2 separate regions of the Anas platyrhynchos genome follow, and region 2 is linked to region 1. The links are chromatin contacts, called in public Hi-C maps. All regions are on one chromosome and are shown on one strand. Each heading gives the region's core, a stretch centred on a gene start, on an enhancer-like site or on the middle of the called end of the contact. The rest is flanking DNA. Distances are from core to core; before and after follow the strand shown.

Evidence for each region. A called contact is a pair of places that touch in the nucleus more often than the background predicts.
Region 2: a contact with region 1 is called in a Hi-C map of F5 follicle, with 4 times the contacts expected there. The contact joins the enhancer-like site here to the promoter of DUSP13B in region 1. A contact is called at or near these places in 4 of 8 Hi-C or Micro-C datasets (F5 follicle, liver, skeletal muscle and 1 more).

What each region holds. Positions count from the first base shown.
Region 1 is chr6:18,685,800-18,692,945 of IASCAAS_PekinDuck_T2T, reverse strand. DUSP13B (dual specificity phosphatase 13B) reads right to left here and starts at 4,258. Exons shown (of 4, transcript XM_005015714.6): 1 at 3,792-4,258. It overlaps LOC101791401 (dual specificity protein phosphatase 13B), which reads right to left. Exons shown (of 6, transcript XR_003497891.3): 5 at 6,144-6,464; 6 at 5,326-5,534. LOC106015797 (a long non-coding RNA gene) reads left to right here. Exons shown (of 12, transcript XR_011810015.1): 3 at 6,001-6,050; 4 at 6,228-6,486.
Region 2 is chr6:19,116,240-19,123,151 of IASCAAS_PekinDuck_T2T, reverse strand. All of the region lies in intron 3 of ADK (adenosine kinase), which reads left to right. The region is part of intron 1 of LOC140002728 (a long non-coding RNA gene); the gene reads right to left. Among named protein-coding and RNA genes, the nearest start is that of ADK, 50 kb to the left of the region's middle. Within about 2 kb of position 1,706, at least 4 of the 8 cell types and tissues checked have an H3K27ac peak or open chromatin away from gene starts, as enhancers often do. A contact at or near this core is called in F5 follicle, where this site is marked.

The DNA of each region.
Region 1 (7,146 bases), core at 3,009-5,508:
TGGCACTGCTGCACAAACCCAAACAATCAAGGCTTTCTCTTTGATACAAATAGGGTCGAGTCCCATCCACATATTTCAAGTGTTTTGAGACAACATAGTACGGGGTACAATCAATCTCCATGGACAGCACGTAGTTTGGCCACCATAAATGTTATCAGGCAAAGCATAATACTACAGGCTAACTCGCCCATTCATGGTGCATCTGCATGTACCTTTGGCTTCTTACCTTGTATTTAGAAGATAAATACCAAATAATTGTTTCTCCTCTTAACTCAGGGCAAGGACAGTCTGCGATGCATGTTGCAGATGCTAAGGCTACTTAACTCTCAGCACTGCCGTTTAATTTCCTTTGTCTTCCCCTGTATTTTTCCCTTAAACTTCTCTATGTTTAGCCTAAATTGGGCAAGTGTTTTTAGAATCCATGCAGCAGAAGAGCATGGCACCTGGGTGTTACCTATAGAGCTATCTTTATGGTAGTGGTCTGCGGGAAGCGATGTCAGAGGCCCCTGCTGTGATAGTCTCCCTTCAGCTGCAGAAGCCAGAAAAAGATTTTGCTCTAATCCTGCCAAAGCTGCTGTTATCAGAGTACAGGCTTTGCCATGGGGAGATGTGTGTCCTACAAGCTCTTGGGGTTTGTGCTGGTGGCTCTCGAGGGTGTGCTCAGCTGAAAGGTTTGGAGGGCAGTGCCAGGAACAGATCTCAGACCTTGTCTTTGGTAATGCAAACCAGTGACCCAGAAAGTCCCCATAACACAGTGAACAAAGTCACCACGAGACACTGGTATTAAATAAAAGTAAATGAAAACCAGGGCAGCAAATAACTGGTGGTGAAAGGAGAAGAATTTGGCCTGCTTGAATGATGTACCAACACCTCCAAACTGGGTGCATACACGGGGCAAGGTGACTTAATGTTGTATTTTGTTTCTAATTAGACCTAAAACAAGTCTGAATTTGTTTTAAGCCTGGTGGAGAAGTAGTTGAAACGAAGATGGAGATGCAGTAACCAGTTCCATCAGAGGTATAGCACAGCTTGATGCAGGAACTTAATGAAGATTTGTTGGTCAACAACAATCTCCCAAGCCACTTAATGTGCTCTCTATTTAATTTGCTCTGCTATTGTAGTAAATTTGAAGCCCCCAGGTCAGACTCAGCTTTTGTGGCTCTCCTGCAGTGTCAGCAGGAAGCATGAACCGAAGTCTTAGAGCCTGGACTTGAGCAATGTGTATTTCTCTTAATGAAACCCAAAGCCAGGTGAAATTTTTGGGAGAGAGGAAACAGGATATGGAGCCCCTTTGGGGGCTGGGAGGTGTTCATAACACTCTGAAACTTGGCCCACATTTCTGGTCTCCTCCCTTTCTGCTCCATAAAGGGTTTGTAGTTTTTTTAGACAAACTTGGATCCATCACATGTTGTGAGAGAACCTGCTGGGAAATTTGGTGATTCCTGCTCTCCAGGGCAGAGGAAACGTGTTTCTGCTTTGTGTTTTTAGGAAAGTAGGAAGATGAAATTCAAAATAAAACACAGCAGATGGGAATCTTGCAGAGACAGGCACTGGGAAATGTTTAGACAAGCTTTGTCCCCAGTCCTTGAGCTCAGGATTTACCAACTATACCGTAGAGAGACTTCAGAAAGACAATGAAATGCATTTTGGCTTCAGATACTGTTCCTCCAGAATCCAATGAGAGTTGTGCACATGAATCTGAAGGCAGAATATAGCCAGCAGTATGGGGAATAGATGTAATGTGAGAAACTCTCATGCTATATTATTATAGTCTGAATTGTTTCCATCATTTTGGGTTAAGTAATTCCCCACTATCCATCTCTAAAGTGTAAGCAGTACAGCCTTGATGTGCCCCAGGGAGAGGAAGCAAACCAGCCTTTGAATCTTTACCCAACCTTACTGCTCATATTTTGCTTTCAGTGAATAACTGTTCAAATCCTTTAATATTTCATTCCCATAAAAATATATTTACCAGGGGTTTTTGTGGCAGCAGTGAGGCTGTGTTTATTATTTTAGGAACACCACACGAGTGGCTTTAGAGAAAAGACGAGGCAGGAGCACAGAGTGCTCCAATCTATCAGAGAACAGCATGTTTTCCACCTGTTGAGGCAGCAACCATAATAACAGATGCACATAATAATTAGCTGTACCTCAAAGGCAGCACCAAGTCCTGCACCTTCTGCTCCCCACCTAGCAGACAGCTTGATAACAGAATTACAAAAGAGGAGCTCCGAGAGAGTAGAGTAGATAGTGCTTTGTGAAGAACGAAAGAGCAGCTCTTATTAAAGAGAAACTGGAAGGTGCAAGATGAGAAGGAAAGATCTGAGACACCATAATGCTGAAAAAGAGTGGAGCTGAGGAACTCCAGGAGCCTGCCTTATTTTTAGCATAGGGGTCAGGTTTTTGCAAATACCTTTTCTAAGGCTACTCTCACGTGTACTCATATCGTGTGAGATGATTTCTCCCAAAGACAAGGCACCCCACGCACCTACTGCACCCCCTCCTTTCCAGAGATGGATGCCTCCCAGTGGCAAGAGGCTGCAAGACAAGGATCTCATCTCAGTACGTGGCACGATGAGCAGGTGTGACCCAGGGCTGGGGGCCCTGTTCCTCTCCTGCTCCATGCGACCTGGCACTGGGGGCACACTGGAGCTGTGCTGCCTTCTTGTTTGCAAGTCCCCATAGCATCTGATGTAAGAAAGAGGGCTGGGGACAGTGCAGGGAGTGGGGATGCAGAGCAGGTGAGACACCCATGGTCTTCACTACTAAACTGCTGGGGGCTTGTGAGGCTCCCCTACCCTGGATAGCGCAGTGGAAGAGGTGACATTTTGCTGGGTGAGGGCTCCCAGAGCACATGAGCTTTGAGGCGATTTGTACTGCGGTAGTCCTTTATGTGCAGAAAGGAACAAATACTTCCTTGCAGAGATTTGCAGGGGAAGGGAATGATCTCAGCCCCGATTTAATCTTGACAGAAGCAGATGATGAGAAGACTGTGTGCTGAGTTGGAGTTTTCCTTTGAATTCCTACGGTGGTGAAGGCAGAGTTATAAATAGACACAGTATCCTTTTTACCCTGGTACAATTCTGTCTCCAGCTCCCCATATAGACAGCGAGTCTGCTGGTAGGTATTTAGCAGGAATTAATTTAACCCAGTCTTTTCTTTCTGTACTCTTTTACTCCAAGCATCCCAAACATATTTCCTCAATAAAAACGTTCAGAGGAAGGCTGTTGATATTAAAAAATCCCACTTCTGCCTGAGAATTTTATCCTAGTTATAAATAAACCCTAGAAGCCCAAACTATAAAGAGTATTGAAAAAAAAAAAAAAAAGGCAAAGAAACTCTTTGTTATTGTCTACCCTCTCCCAACCTTCTTAATTTTTCCCCCACGTTTGTTTTTGAACTGCACAGCATTTTACTCATAGTCTGTTTCACATTTTCTCCAGTGTAGCTGGTTCGTCAGTTTCAATGACTCTTGTGCACATCATCTGAGAGGTAGGAAACCTGTAGACAGCACTTCACAGCTATTATCTTAAAGATGCATCTTTAAGAAATTCCAGTATCGACTAACATCTATAACAAGAAGATGGACTGGTATTTATAGCAGGAAAAGCTCTCATTTAAGCATCTTTTCCAGCGAGGGCTCCTCACCGCGGGAGCCCAGCTGGAAGGCGAACTAGAGTTTCACAAGTATGGGAGTACCGGCGGCAGTACTCTGGCCTAGCCCTGCCCGTGTCCTGCTGTGTGCAGCAAGGTGCCAGGGGCAGGGTTGCGAGCAGCGTTCAGGTACTTGCCTGGTGGTGGGCGAAGCTCCCGCGCGGCCGTGCCTCAGTTTACCTTTCCCCGAGTAACGCCCCTTGCCTTCCTCCTCACCTCCCAGCGGCGCGCACAACTTTCCAGCCTCCCCGTGTTCAGTTTATTCAAAGTCTATTTTTATTTGTGTTAATTATAAACCATCATCCCCCACCCTCTTTGGCCCCGCGAGCATCAGCCGGAGGCAGGCAGCTGGCAGCCGGGTTACGCAGGGGGATGAGGGCTGGGGCTGGGGGCTGAGGTGCCCGGGCTGCCCTCGCCTGCACCCCGAGACCCGCGGCCGGGGGGCTTCGTCCCGGGTGGGTCGTGCCCGGTTCCCCCGGGCAGGGCGGCTCGCCTGGGGCCGTGGCTGCCCCTTTTACCCCGGGTTTCCACCCGGAGCCCGCTGCGGGGCCTGGGGCTCGGAAGCCGCTGAGGGGCGCAGGGCCCGGGCTGCAGCCCGGGGTGGCCGCGGCCTGGCCCCGCCGCGGGGCCGCGCCGTGCCGAGGGCTCCACCTGGCGGCAGCGCCGCGGCTGCGGGGAGGCGGCCGGGGCCCGGCCTCTGCCGGCTGGGGCTGGGGCTGGGGGCCGGGGGCCGGGGGCTGGGGGCCGGGCACGGTGCTGCTTCTGCTGCTGAGGGAGGCGGGGGGACTCCTGCGGGTGGGAAGCGTGAGGAAAGGAGGGGCTGGGGCTGGGGGCACCTCTGCAGCCTGATCTGCCTTTGGGGGTGGTGTCCACTACTTCTGCAAAGTGAAACCTTTTTTATTTTTATTATATTTTTTTTGAGTTAATTGAGATGCACATATCACACTTGGATTTGGGTCCAAAGTACACTTTTAAGATGACCCTTCTTATGCACTGTGTCTTTGTTGACCTTGTAGAGCAGCCCTGGAGCTCACGAGCAGGTTTCCTTAGGCAGGGAACTAAAGCAAGGCTGTGCTCCAGTGCTGCTCTGCTGCTGCCCAGGGATGTTCAATTCGCAGGACTCATCCCGAACAAAGCCCCCTGAGATCCCCTCAGCGTGAGAACCAGGTCTGCAGAGCCAAAAGTGCTGCTTCATGTTTGTGCTCCCATTGCGTGGTCTACGTAGCAGATGTAGATGCTGCTAGAGACTTTTAAAAGGCACTGAGTTGTCCATCAGGAAGGCAGAAATCTGCCTTTCAGACAGCACTGGGAATGGCAAGGCATGTTTTCCCTTGTTGCTCAGCTGCTCTTGAGCAGCCGGTTCGCCATGGTGGGCAGTATTCATGCCTCTGCCTTCCCAAGTGTGGTACCGGGAATGCAAACAACTGCCATCCCCGAGCTGGCTTTGTGCTCTGAACGTTTGTCCACTGGGAACCGAGAGCCAGATGTGCCTCTCATAGTTTCCAGGCAGCACTGATCCATCAGATGACAGTAGCTATTGAGCACTCCTATGGTGGCCCAGAGACACAAAGATGAAAGTCTGGCGCCTGTCAGCACCTCCCTTGCTGTTCCTGTGTCCCTTCAGTTTTCACTTGAGTCCCCTCACAAAAGCAAATGCCACAGAACACGATGTTGCAATGCTAATGGCCTTTATTTCTGAGAAAGAAAATCATGAGTTTTATGATGTTGAACTGCCAGACAGATTTGGGATCCCTTGAACTTTGTTGTCAAATTCCTTCCTGCACCCACTCCCACTGCCTATGTGGCTGTTCGGAGCCTCAGCTTGGAACCCACTTTCCTCTTCAGAAGCATTTTCCACAGCACCTCCTGGATGAATTTTACTAGGGAAGATGAAGAGGATTTGAGTGCCCTCTTGAACAAAGATTTTTTCATGAAAGAAAAAAAAAAACAATGATTATTTGATGAACAGTCAAAAGGAAATCACTGTAAATAGACTTGGAATCATTTCTTTAAGAGTGGCTTGTGTTGTATCCCAGCTGCTCTGCCTCTAAGCAGCCTCTTTACCCCCAACTCAGGGGCTCCACCAGTTGTAAAAGCAAGAATTAACTAGTGCCAGATTCAAGTCTCAAAATATAAACCATTTTAGATATGGAAAGCAAAAGGGGTGGGGGGGAGGCTGATTCATAAGAAAACTTCTGAGCATTATTGTAGCATAAATAATATGGCATCTTTCACCTCAAATAGCCTAACACTTCATAAAGTGATATGAGCTTCACTCGTTGCTGAAATGCAGCTATTTCTGAAGTGGAACCTGATATCTTTTTTTTTTTTTTTTTCTTAAACCAGAAGAGCAATGTTTTAAGGTGGAGAGTGAAGGATACAATACACAATCAACTGTAAGTATAATCTAGGATGGTGTTGCAAAATGGGAAGATCAAGTAAAATGTACTTTTACTAATAACATGCATTCTAGTGTATCTTAAACTTACATCCTTAGTTTGCAATTGTAATACATTTGAAAGAGATTTAGGAAACTCAAGTAATGTTTTGTCTTCTTTCTTTCTTTCTTTTAGGAATACTTTCTTATAACTTTTTGCCAGCAGATTCTCTGTTTCCTTTCCTCTCTTCATTTAATTTAATGTCCAAGTCTCGGAGCTGGCTGAGGAACCCTGTGTTTGGGCAGATGTTTCTGTGAGAACCCACTGTTTTCAGAGCATCCACGAGTGTCATGTTTTTGTGGATCATCAAAAAGGCAAGCACTAAGGATGCAGAGCGGCTTACCCCCATGGCACAATGCACAAACACTTTACCTGCAGAAAGAAGAGACATGAGGTGAGCAGGCTTTAGCATTTCTAAAGTGAAGGGAATACAGAGAGGACAAAAACTACAAGACATGAGTTGGCAAAGTAGCTGTGGTGTTCAGTGGGTACTCATTTTTTTGTAGATTACCTAAGATTGTGCTATAGATCGCAGCTGAAGTGGTATTTCGTACTGAGTATATGCATCCAGCTTAGGCCTTTCAGTATTTAGCAAAGAGAAGAATGCCATTTACACAGCTTATCTTGATGTTTAATAGCACTAGAAAGAATGGACATAAGCACTGAAGGTAGATACTGGAAATGGAGCATTATGAATGTTCTTCCCTGACCAAAGTTATTGCATGATGGACTTTTTTTATGTAAGATTTCAAGAGCGCTGTGGAGAGGTAGAAGACTAAACACCCCCATACTGACATGTATTTCAAAAAGTTGTTGCGAAGTTAAACATAGTTCAAGAGCCTCATGTTTGCATTATCCCCCTGCAGGCTGCATAGCTCCTGGGTGCTTTTTGGGCTGACAAAGCAGTGCGCAGGGGATCTGCTGGCCATTACCCTGCAAGAGAGGCCTCCAGTCCCATGAGGAGCTCTCACCATACAGGAGAGCAGGGCTGAGGAACCTAGGCTGGCTTCTCTGCTCCCAAACCAGTTCTCATCCAAACTTTCTGGGTTCTCAG
Region 2 (6,912 bases), core at 457-2,956, 430 kb before region 1:
GATTCATTTTAAGGAGAGCAAAAACCATGACCGTTAATACTGCTTCTCTGATTTTTGCATGTGTGTTTTTTTTGTTTTGTTTTTAGTATTAAAGAGAAGCAAGCCAATATTAAACCAATCTGGGAGCTTCAGACAGGCAAACTGATCTAAAATGAGGCATGCTGGATTTGGCAAGCTGGTTGGGTGAAGGAATGAAAATCCTGCAAGCAGTATCCTGACAATTATGAAACAAATTATTTTTCCTTGTTAAGTCCTTAATAAACTGGGGCAGGGGAAAGCATATGCAGATGTTAAATTTCGCATTAAAAACCCAAAGCCACAATGAGAGGGAACACAGTATGTAAATTTCTCATATTACATCATGACTTCTCTCTGAATACTTGGCATTATTTAAAACAACTTTGTTGAATTGGATGAACTTTGATCCTAATGAAGAACATTTGATCGTATTAAGTGCAGACTTCAAACGGGTGTTTATCTAGAGAAGAAATGTTTGCAAGTAAGTATTCTGTGTATATCTAAACAATTTAAAACTGCTATTTTTAGCATAATATATGTTGATATGCAAATTTCTCTTAGCCTGAGGGGTGTATATACTACTTTACAAATTGTGCTCAGTGTTTCAGTTTCTCAAAACACAAATAAGCTTACATTTTCTGGACTTGCTTTTTCTTCCTGCTCTTTCATCATGCAAATGCAGGTTTGGAATGAGGCTGTGTAGGCTTGCCCTTAAAGGATACAGACTGCGGTTAGCCTAACCCCTTCTGGTGCTGGGAGAGTGCAAGTCATTTACCCCAGGTCATGGACCCTGGGGGGTCTGCTGTGGCCTTATCTCCTCTGCCTTACTTTGCAGTGGAATGGCCACTTTATGCCTGTTTTTGGGAGGACAGAGTAAGTCCTGTAGTTGTCTGAGTTAGAATGCTCCCATAATACATGTGGTTAATACAGCACTGGTATTGGCCCTGTTCATGTAAATTGCTTTTTTGTTTTGTTCTTGTTTTAAGTAGACTAGACTGTAGGTTATCCAAGCCAGTTGGTGTTAATATGTAAATGAAATTAATTACACTTACTCATTGGATTTACATGTAGGGATAGTATTTGGAAAGGCAGATGTTAAATATAATCCTGCTGTGCTTTCAGGAAGGTAGCCTTTGAGGAAAAGACACTCAGTTAATATGGATGCTGTCTGGGCAGGCAGCTAGTGTTTTCTGTGGGTGCATTTATTTTAGTGTCTACTTTGGATTTCTTCTACTTTCAAATTGTTGCTTTGGACTGTCCCTGCTTTTGCACTTGCCTTCCTGTTGTAGCCAGAGTACATGGGCTGAATTCTTCCTGGGTGAATCTAAAAAGAGGGCATGCTCCTTAGGTATGCTAACTAATGAATGTGGGCTATGGGAGTAGGCAAGAGCTAGTCTGACAGTTGCCCTGAAATATATGTACAATGTGCACAGCTACTCCTAAACACAGTTGATTGCTTGGCTCTATCATTATCTCTGTGTCTATGAGCTTGAAATTTTTTTTTCAGATCTAGGACTTCTTGGGGCAATTCGCTCTCAATCGAGCTGTCTGGGTAGTTCTGATGGCATTATGAAACCTTTCAAGTATGAGACTGCTGCTTCTAAACTCATAGTGGTTAATGTATGTAGGACGCTTTTATCTTCTCTGAAGAATAAACAAGTGGAGACATGAACACTGTGTTCTTGGAAAAGAATAACCACTGATGTAGGATTTAAAGATAAGAAAAAAAAATCGGGACTGGACTGGAATGCATGTGCTAGCTGCTAGGAATGCTTGTTTGTTAATTTAGGGATATTTTCATAGTTAAGATTGAACAAAAAATTTGCTCTTCATAACTAAAATCTGGAGAAGTGAAATAGATGAGAACTCTGAGTGCAGTTCTGGTTTGGTTTTGGCTTTCTTGTGTGTTTGGGACCTCGGGTCATCTAATGGTCATCCCTCTTAATACTGCAGGAACATTAGGCATTGTTAATACTTCTTTCTCTACCATTTTTTGTTGATCATTGATCAACACCGATCGTTTTAGCCTATACTCTGTGGCAAGCGTGATGTTTTGTGGCTTTTGGTCCTATATAGGATGCAGTTCAGATTAATGTAAATGGTAAGTTATTCTTGGGGAGTTTGATCTATGCAGTTCATTCTGTGGCCTGGATCATTTCTGCCTGCAGTTATGGACAGGAGTCTGCTTTGATTCAAATATCCCATGTATTCTTATGTTGTTTCATATTTTGCATTTTTGCAATTTAGTGATGTTTTACTGACTTTAATACTTGGAGAGCAAGGCTGCCTATCATTAAAGCTACTGAAAAAGGTGACCTTTGCAGAACATATGTTTAAAAACAGCACATGTAATGGAGATTTCAGGCTCATGCCGTGACAGCAATAGCACAACTGTTTTTATATGGACTTAAATATTGCTGCATTTTTTCTGTCATTTGTATTTTTAACTTAACCCACACTACTTAGATGTCAAAGTAATTGCTGCTTCCAAAATCAGTTAAGTAAAACAAAGTTTGAAACATGACAAAAATGTTGATAGGAGTAGCAAAGAAAGAAATGCAGCAGCTCTGTGTAGGTACCACCCAAGCTCTGAGTAAAACAAGCAGTAGGGAACTGCAGCCCTCAGAGCTCCTGACATATAGCAGAAAGCAACGTGTGTTTTAACAGCAGGAAAGGAGTTGTTGGTAGATGATGCATCTGGTGTCTTCTCTGAGGTTTTGTTTTTATTTTCTATTTGTTTAGTTAACTTTAACTTCTATTTCTTTTTTAATTTAGTTTTGTTTGCTTTTGCATTGAACTTCAAATTTCCTCTACTTGTGGAATCCCAACCTGTTTGGGTTTTCTTTTGTGTCTTGTTTTTAAGTTAGACATAGGGGGTTTGGAACTGAAGGCTGATTCAGTTACAGAGTGATAACAGATCACTCAGATTCAGTATAGAGTGATATACGCTCTAGTGTATAGGACTTCAAGCTTTTTCAACATACTTCATTCCTCACCATGTAGTAGATTTGTTTGTTTTGCATGTCTGCCATATCTTAAAGTTACCATTAAGGTTGAATTTCTGGTGAGTATTGTTGTATTTCACTGAGAAAGAACAAAAAGTTATCAATCATATTCTTAAACTTCTGGGAAAAGTATGGAGATGTATCAAACTGTCAGTGGACAAAGCATGAAAAAATGACCTACTTCTGTGGATGAGAAAGGGCCTGATGGTGTATTTGGATCACCATAGTGAAGAGCACTACTTTTACCTTTTATGCTCTCCTTGTGGGTAGGAGTTCCCCTCAGTTTCAGGGGGCTTTGGGGATGAAGGTGTGTTGTTTTTTTTTATTCCTCTTTTTTTTTTTTTAATTTTAATTTTAATTTTTTTAATGTTACAGCTGAGTGTTTACATTCCTATGGTAATCATGGTGAGGTCATTGAAAAATTCATTTGTTAGCCTTTCAGAGGAAGGATGTGCATGCTTATTGTAAATTACATGCATCAAATTGATTTGAAATTGGCCCATCAGTTACATTGATTTAAAGCACCAGAAAATTGATCTAAATTTCATAATTTAAGAATGGAACTAGTTTCTCTTGTGGGAGGATGATTTATTTAGAGACCAACTGGAGCATGAGTACTTGTGTAATAAAGTAGATAATGGAGAGGCAGCAGTGTTGGGAAAGAAGTAAAAGGCTCTCACAGTTTGTTTAGGGACTGATTTCACTATAAGCCATTGAAAATTGAATGTATGCGAAGATTTCTGGGTTTCTTGTAAAAATGTGTTCATACTGTCACATTTAACAATCACATTTCTTTGTGTTTTTAGTGTGCTCTGAAGCTTTAGTTAGTAAGCATTGTATCTATTTATTAAAACCTCCTAAATAACAAGCTTTTCCACTTGTAATGAATAAAGTGGTATGCTGGTATAATATTCAGAACAAGGTAGTGGTGATACAGAATAGAAAAAAACAGAAGTTTCAGATACAGGTACATTTGAAAAGGTGTCAGATACTGAATGTACCCGAGAAGAAAGACGGGAAAAGTAGGTTAAAAGTGAAATTTGAGCTCTTTCTGTTACTAAACCTTTACACCTGGTGTTACTGTTCTGGGTAAACTATTAATCCTACAACTAGTTTTGTGGAACTAGCAAACACTTGCCATGTTGAAATCTGCATGCTAGAATTTGCACTGTTTTTGTATTTTAGATCAAAGAAAGTAATATTGCACAAATGGAGATGATATCAGGCTTGAAACAAGGTCAATTGCAGACTACAAAGTATACGTGCCACTGATAAATGGTGGTAATGCAGAATATTTCTGGGCACTTCAGGCACATAATTCTGTTTCCTCAAAAAGCATTTAACAGTATGAACTGGTGTAGTTCTTCCCCTTAAGTTGTGATCTCTGATTTAGTTCTCTTAAACTTGCAATGTTTCTGTGTACAAGTGAATTTGAATGACTTGGTACTGAGCTTTTAGTTACTCATCTTGGATTCTTAAAATGATGAAGAATGGACCTGGATTTGTGAATGCCCAATGTCTTACTCATGCTAACGTGAACACTATGAAATGAATAATAATAATAATGAACCTAATGAGTTTGCATAGGACTGAGCCACCTGGAGGTGTTTCCCCCCTACACCTACCCCATTAATGATCATGGAAATGGGGAAGAGCTGAGAACCATTTAATTCCACTAAGTATTTTCTTGATGCTGAAGGGTGGTGTATTTGCTCTTGTATTAACTTCTGTATCAGCGTCAACATGGCATTTCATTTTGCCAAATGATATTTGTGATGTGGGCTAATGAAGCTCGATAATCATTCATGATTTTCTTAAACAGAAGATTGATTGTGCATTTCCTTAGTGTGAATGAACTTGCTGAAAGTGACCGTAATCAGCATACAAAAAGCAAATGAGAACATTGCGATCCACTGTGATTATTATTATCCAATTTCATCAGTCTTCATACCTCATGTATGCAGAGAACAAAATTGGTGCTAACTTGTGTTGAATATATAAAATATGTCTGCCATCAGTAACCTGAAATTAGTGAAAAGTTTTAGGATTGACCAGTATCGAGTTGGGGGGGGGGAGAGTGACAAAACTGCCTCTATACCCTATTGTGTTTAAGGTATTAAAGTACATTTATTCAGAGAATATATCAAGTACATTGATTCAGAGAGTAAAGTAACGCATGGGTTGTTAGACAAGTTGAGGCAGTTCTAAACCTGAAGCAGTGATTTTTGAAATGGAATTAGGACGCTTTCATTTTACCTTTTCCAAACTAAATTTAGCAGCTTTGGTGAAAGCAAATTATAAAAAGCAGATGAAAATGGGAGGCAAATCTTAGAAATAGGTATATTGAATTTAGTTTTCATAGAGGAAAACTACTGTAATTATTGCTTATAGTAGACAAATAGGTCAGTTATTTTCACTTGTTTACTTATTTATGATATTTGTTTAATTTCTGTAAGATGAAGATAGCAAGTATTTAGGTAAAACGGAGGGAACGGTACTTGAATGTTGGTCTTTTGAAAAAAAAAAAAAAAAGTCATCATGGGTGCAGAGGAGGGAAGGGACCAGTGACCGTTTTTAAAGCTCTTTGACTCATTTCTTGTTAACTTAGAATTTTTAAGGTTTAACCTCTTAAAATCATGATTTATGGTTATCTGTGAAGTTGCCCATTGGCTCTTCAAGTCCCCTGCTTGGTATGCATTTTAAATATATAAGATAATGATTTAATAAAAAAAAATGTTTCCAACACTTACTAAATAAATTAATGGTTAAGAAGGTAAATATGAGTTGACTTAAAGAATTTATTTATGTAGTTAAATGCATCTTTAAAAAAATTGCATTCCACCTGGAACTGTATGTAGTACAATTTCTAATGAACATCATAGAGGGACCTGACAATGTATGAATTATTCACTGGTAGATTATTATATCTTTGTTGTTAGCATGCAAGATAATGAACGTAATTACTGTGGCAGTGTACTCAGGGGAATGTGCAGTTCTTCTCTCAGTCTAGACTGGAGTTACCAACTAAAGGGGAATTAAGAAAACATGGATAAAGTCTGGTAGCTTAGATGCTGCCACTTAGTTCCCTATGCTGCTTTAGTGAATGTGTATGCTTTGTATGCTTCAATCCTGAAAGTAACTTTTTCATTTTTGAGAATTGTAGTAATCTTTCTCTTTCAACTCTGGCAATATTGCACACTTGGTAAAAGGATTTTGATGTTTAATTTTAGAGCATTGTAGATTTACCCTCTTCTATTAGAATTGTCTATCACAGTAAATTAGTATAAACAGTCTAATTGCTTAGGAAATCCAGGGTAAAAGGTTAATCAGCAATTTGCCTTTCTTTAAGGGACTTAGCTTATTATGATCTACTTGTCTTAAAGAACTTTGAAAGCATTATCTTCTGTGTGTCTCTAATCTGTGAGGTTGTCCACCTGATCTTAAGTTAAGCTTTCTGATGAGCCAAATACTTCTATTTTCTGTTTTATATTATGATAACTTAAATTATCAGTAATAAGCCATCCTAATTAAAGTTTGTTAAATCTACAGCTCTGCTCCAATTACACACTAATCAATTATACACTAATTTAATTCTACTTAGCTTGATACAGTGCAGCATTAATCAGATTCAGGTTTAATACAACAGATTTACTGCATTAACCAAAAAAAAATGGTGCATTCAAATAAAGGGGAATAAAAGAAGTCACAATGCTGAAGAATGTACATAAATATGTTCTTATCGATAATGTATTGTAAAAGATTTTATTTTTCCATGGGGAAGTATAACTGAAACTAGTTCTTTGTGAGCAGATTATTGTTATGAGCTGGAACCACTGATAATGTAAATACATTTAAGTGTTCATGGTTGTTACTCCAAATTCCTTATTAT